Regions from separate parts of the Rattus norvegicus genome. Here region 1 is linked to region 2. Evidence: chromatin contacts called from public Hi-C data. All regions are on one chromosome and are shown on one strand. Each heading gives the region's core, a stretch centred on a gene start, on an enhancer-like site or on the middle of the called end of the contact. The rest is flanking DNA. Distances are from core to core; before and after follow the strand shown. Region 1 has its middle 48 kb from the start of Zcchc2. Region 2 holds the start of Relch (RAB11 binding and LisH domain, coiled-coil and HEAT repeat containing).

Region 1 (2,700 bases), core at 26-2,525, 360 kb before region 2:
AGACTGGGGCCCACTATGCAAACCACACCGGTCTTGAACCCATTCCTCCAGCCACTGCCCTTAAGTGCTGGGATTGCAAAGGTGTCATCACCACTGACAATACTTTTACAACTTCCCAAGTCTTGGGATATTCATGGAAAGCTTAGGATACACAGAATAATCACAGCCTCTGTAAAGTTAAGCAGTTCTGTTAGAGGAGATCTGTGTACACTTCAAACTAGCACTACGGTGAGCCTTGCCTTTGTGGCAATTTAAGACAAATGCTCGAAGCTTGGCTGTCAAAGATCTAAGACTGCGTTGTCCTCCGTCGTCGTCGTCGTCGTCGTCATCGTCTTCTTCTTCTTCTTCTTCTTCTTCTTCTTCTTCTTCTTCTTCTTCTTCTTCTTCTTCTTCTTCTTCTTCCTCTTCCTCTTCCTCTTCCTCCTCCTCCTCCTCCTTCTACTTTTATTACAGTATAGTTATTCTCTTTCATTAATATTTTGCTATGCTCAACTCAGAAGTTAAACTCTGTCATGTTTATATATTGGAAAAAAAATCAGATGCTTCTAGACTCATGGTAGCATTCCATCATATATGTTAAAAGTGATTTTTTATTGGATTTTTTATTTACATTTCAAATGTTATCCCCTTTCCCAGTTTCCTGTCCATAAAAATGCGTAGCCCAGGCTGGCCTCAAACTCATGATCCTCCTGCCTCTGCCTCCTTCAGCAAATCCTACTAGCATGCGCCACCACAACTGGCCTAAGGCTTCTTATTTGTGAACGTTTCCCCATCCCGTGTCTTCCGATTCCTCAGCACAGGAGACTGGATGGACGCTTGGCTTGATGAGCAGTGTAGGCGGCAGGCAGGTCTGCCCACTGCCTGGCCCAGCCCTCTTACAGGAAGCTTTCTAGAGACAGATGCCATCTTGTTTTGGTTCAGTGCCACAGTGGGGGCAGGAGGCAGGGCATGGATGTCAGCACTGATCTCAAGCAGGAGCTTGGTCTCATCACTGATGTGTTTGTGGCATTTGCTGTCCTTGGACATCAGGAAGATCCCAGTCCTCCCAGGGTTTGCACTGTCTCAACACTGTCAAGGCGGGCAGCACTGACAGCAACACCTTGACACAAGCACATGCCTGGAAGAGGTGCCTTCTCGAGTCACCTTATGGCCAGATGCCTGCATTCATTTAGGCCTTGGGCACAGGGTAACAAAACCAAACAGTCTATCCCATTCAGCATGCTCTAAATTAGGTCAGTAGGAAATAGCTCGCTCGCACCGCTCGCATGCCCCACCAGGTGGCACTGCTTCCCAATGAGCAATTGTTTTTCTTCCTATTCAGAGGTGCCCAGTGGCTTTTCTTTTCTCAGACAGCAAAGAAACACATTGTTCCTGTTTGAAATCTGGTAACTTCCAACTTTCCAATCTCCCCCATTCTCACCCCATTGCATACCCATCCTCTTACAACACACCCTTTACCATTAGCCTCCATCTTCCTTCCTGACCAGATGTCCTGCCACATCTGTTCAGTTTCCTGCCGGAGGCTTTCATGCAGTGCTCATGAACCTTCTTGTGAGACCAGTCTCGCTTCTCCCACAGGCCTACAAACCCCTGTGGAGTCACCTCCTGCTCTTCCTCAACTGCATCCTGGGAGAGTGTTAGGATAGCATTTCAGGGTCCCCAGTGGACCACGGCAATGTGTGTCTCATTTGGAAAGAGGTATGTTAGGTCCTAGAAAGCTGAACCATCTGCATCTCACAAGGGCGACACATGTCCTCACAAGTTCCTACACACAAACCACAACAGCAAAATATGTTTCGGGCATCCCTGACTCTAAGTTAAAAAGGAGGAGAGGCAAGCCGCCCAGATGTCCACTGACTGATCAATGGACCCATTTATCAATACTCATCCTTATTTGACTACTTCAGGGTGTGAAAATGAGTGTCAGGAACACAGCGTCAGGATCACAAACCAAACGAGCGGACACAGCCCCAGAGGACACCAACTGAGCCGACGGGAGCTGAGAAGGGTGGGCTGCCATGAGAGCCCGGGGCAGCATAAGGGTCCAGTTCCCCTTCTGTGATGTGCATGTGGACAGGCTGAAGGGAAACTGGTGCCCCTCCCCTGCCCTCCCAGGTTCAAAGCCTCCTGCCATTTCCGCTTTGTGCTTGTGGTTCATGACACGAGGCCTCAGACCCTGCTCCAGCCTCCATGCTCCCATTGTGGACACTAACCCTCCGGAAAGCGTTAAGTCCAAGTAAACTGTTCTTCTATCAGTTGGTGCATGTCATGATCATGGCGCAGTCACAGAAGTAGACAAGTAACTAACATGGTGTCCGATGAACCACCACACACTCAGAGAGTGGTCAGGAATAGTCTAACAGCCTCAGGTCGGCCCTTTGCCATGTCCTGCCTATGTGGAAGCCAGGGGTAGAGGCACCGGGGAAAGACTCGGGCAGCAGAGAGCTCAGTGGCCTCCAATGCTTTAGAAATGACTGACAGCTTTAAGACTGACTTGGGACTGGGTGACAGGAGGAGGAATAAACCATATGAACATGGTACTGGACCATGGTAATTATGTTCATGGAAATCAACACAATGGATAAACTGGGTCCTTTGTGCTGCTGTAAGGGGGAAATGAAACAAGTCTAGGTTGTAGGCACAGGGACTGTGCCCTGTTCACAGTGGCCTTGGCATCACTGTTTTCCCTTCCTTTGGAGG
Region 2 (2,700 bases), core at 26-2,525:
TTCATTAGCATATATTAATGATACAAAATAATGTGAAAGCACAGACAAAAGATCTTCAGTGGATTCAACTTTAGTATAGAGTACCGACGTTTCCTGTTTTGTTCTTTCTCTTGAGTGAGTCAAAGAATTACTAAGAAACATTTATTTCCTCGTAGTGTGATTCAACGGACTAGGGGAAAAGGAAAATCGCCTCGAGAAAAATGCCCAAGTAATAAGGAAGCTCTGTAGAGCGCCTTAATAGTCAATAAACTGGAAACTCTCATGTTATAGGTCCCAACACCAATAGGGAGCCAGGAGCAGTGCAACACCTGCCAGAGATCAGAAACCAATACAAAGAAGAGCGACAGTAGGATCTTTTCGCTTTCCGTACATAGGATACCTCTCATCTCGCTCAACCTAGTCTCGATTTTCAAAACGACCCTAGACTCGGAACCCGCCCACAAATACCCTTCAACTGCACAGTAACTCTAACTCCCCCAACTGCAGGTCTGACAGGCTACGCCTACTTACTGAGCTGTCCTCCGCCCGACGTCGTACTCGGTTCCCGACCTCCAGCGCCTCCAACGACGGATGCGCCGGGGATCCCAGGCGCCCCCACCCCTGGTGGGGTCCCACTCTGCCTCTCGAAGTTGCCAGGATTGGAGAAGTAATCGCGCAGCCGTGGTAGCTCGCGGCCGCTCTCCAACAGCTCGGTGTGCAGCTCCAGGGCAGTCAGCAAGTACTGATCGCGCAACAGCTGAGCGGCGATGGCATCGATTGACAATCGGGAAGGGGTCTCTCCGCTGCCCGCCAGAGCCCCCGGAGCAGCTGACGCCTCCACAGGGAGCCCCGGCCGCGTGCTGCTTCCCAGGGCCATGGGGTCCTGAGGCGACAGCGAGCCTGCAGAACCAGGATCTAGGCCGACCCCAGCACCCAGCCGAAGTCCTGCCCGCTGGTCCTCGGTCGCCGCTACCTCGTCGTCGTCCTCATCCGAATCGCTGAGGAAAGGATTTACGCCGCTACCACTGCCACCACCTCCCGGCGCCATTGCCGCCATCTTATTCTGTCAGGAGTGTGGGTGCTTTTCTACTTGGCCCGACAGGCACTCAGCCTGAATTCCCGTCGGGTCCTGAGAACCACTGACCAACTAGGCAGCCCAGGCTGGCCGCGCCTCTCCTCACCTAGGGACTAGGCCAGACTGGGAGGCAGGAGTCCGGGATGCAGCAGCACCTCCAGCCTCAGCCACCGCTGCATCGGTAGCCGACTCTGCAGGCGTCTTCCTGGTCTCTAGTCTCGCGAGAACTGGCTTGGTCCCACCTTCGCCCCGCCCCGTCCCCGCCTCAGCCCCACCCACCTCAGGCCCAGGAGTAGGAAGATTGAAGGAACCGCTCGGCACTCAAACTTAAGGCCCTGCCCACAAAGCACTCGCGGATTGGCTGGAGCTACAGGAGCCAGACCGTTCTCGCGAGAACAACCTGGGGCATGTTGGGGGCGTTCCTTTGAGGAGTAGAGCTGTGTCTGAGGGGTTCGGCTTGGTTTGAGGGAGTTGAAGGGAACCCTTCCGAGATCTTTCAGGGCCCTGGGTCCTGCCTTCGTTCTGAGGAGGCCTCATTCCCAAACTGGGCCTGAGGCGGATAAGTCGCAGGTAAAGTCTTGGGACCCTTGCACTTGAGGTGTCCCCACGCCTGCTTCTCCCTTCACGCTTCAGTTTTTGTCGCTGTTTGCTGTCTCCGCCCAGATAGCAAGTGCTTTGGGCAGTGGTCAGAATCTGGCTTCTTTGCTCTTCCGTAGTTTCCCAGCCATCTGCTCTCTCACTTGGAGGTCTGGCGACAGCATGGCCTCCTTCTAGTTAAGCGACGGCTCCTTCCCGTCCCCTCCGTTCGGGAGTAGGACCTAGAAAGCTGCAAGGTGCAGATAGAGCCTGTACGGAAATTGCAACTTCTGAGTTTCGAGATGCCTTTGCACTTATCTGTGAACAGCCTGGACTTGGACGACAAACTAAGTACTCTGTAAACCCTTGGAGATTAACATACAGTTTGGATCAAAGGAACTTTTCAAACTATTAAGCGCTATCTCTCCAGTGCAAGTGAGTAAAGTAGTCTGGGCAGCTTCAATGACCTGGTCAGGTCCACTGCATTAGGACACATTAGAACTAGTATCACCTATTTTTTGTCCAAAACCATTCTTTTCCAGAATCTCCTGAGACCTTATTGAGTTCATTTAGGTTAGAATCGAGGTTTTCATTGTAGATCAATCAAATATAGCGATTTTTAAAAATTGTATGCTGTAGAGAAATTTGATTGCCTTTATGAAACATTTAGCACATAACTATATACGTAGATTTGGAAGATCTTATATTCTTTATGTTATTCCTTCATTTTAGTTTGAGGTGGTAAGAGGAAGTTTCCCTGTCGTTATTAGACTGCTAACCCTGATAACTTCTATTTTGCCAGGCACAGATTGCCACTTTTTCCTGGTTTTGGAATTCTTTAAGTTCTTACTAACCACCTCCTAACAGACAACAAAATAAAATACCCAGCAGTGCTAACCATCTGCTCTGTTACATTGAAGCACAGTAATGTCCTTTAAAGTTTATTTCAAAGTAAAGTATACTTTAAAGCAAAGTATCTCCTTTAACTTTGTGGAAAAATAAAAATAGAGCATTTGGTTTATAACCTTTGGTCTGGTTACTGGTTAACATGTAAATTATGCCAGCAGCAG

Evidence for each region. Hi-C and Micro-C count contacts between places; a contact is called where the count stands out from the background.
Region 1: a contact with region 2 is called in a Hi-C map of frontal cortex, with 3 times the contacts expected there. The contact joins the enhancer-like site here to the promoter of Relch in region 2. A contact is called at or near these places in 5 of 12 Hi-C or Micro-C datasets (the A7r5 cell line, the Rat2 cell line, Schwann cells and 2 more).

The regions. Positions count from the first base shown.
Region 1 is chr13:22,681,161-22,683,860 of GRCr8, reverse strand. It overlaps a transcript of Zcchc2 not described here. Among named protein-coding and RNA genes, the nearest start is that of Zcchc2, 48 kb to the right of the region's middle. Within about 2 kb of position 1,275, at least 10 of the 93 cell types and tissues checked have an H3K27ac peak or open chromatin away from gene starts, as enhancers often do.
Region 2 is chr13:22,320,117-22,322,816 of GRCr8, reverse strand. It overlaps Relch (RAB11 binding and LisH domain, coiled-coil and HEAT repeat containing), which reads right to left and starts at 1,275. Exons shown (of 29, transcript NM_001134546.1): 1 at 511-1,275. The coding sequence starts at 1,036. It overlaps Pign (phosphatidylinositol glycan anchor biosynthesis, class N), which reads left to right and starts at 1,473. Exons shown (of 31, transcript NM_001100584.1): 1 at 1,473-1,624.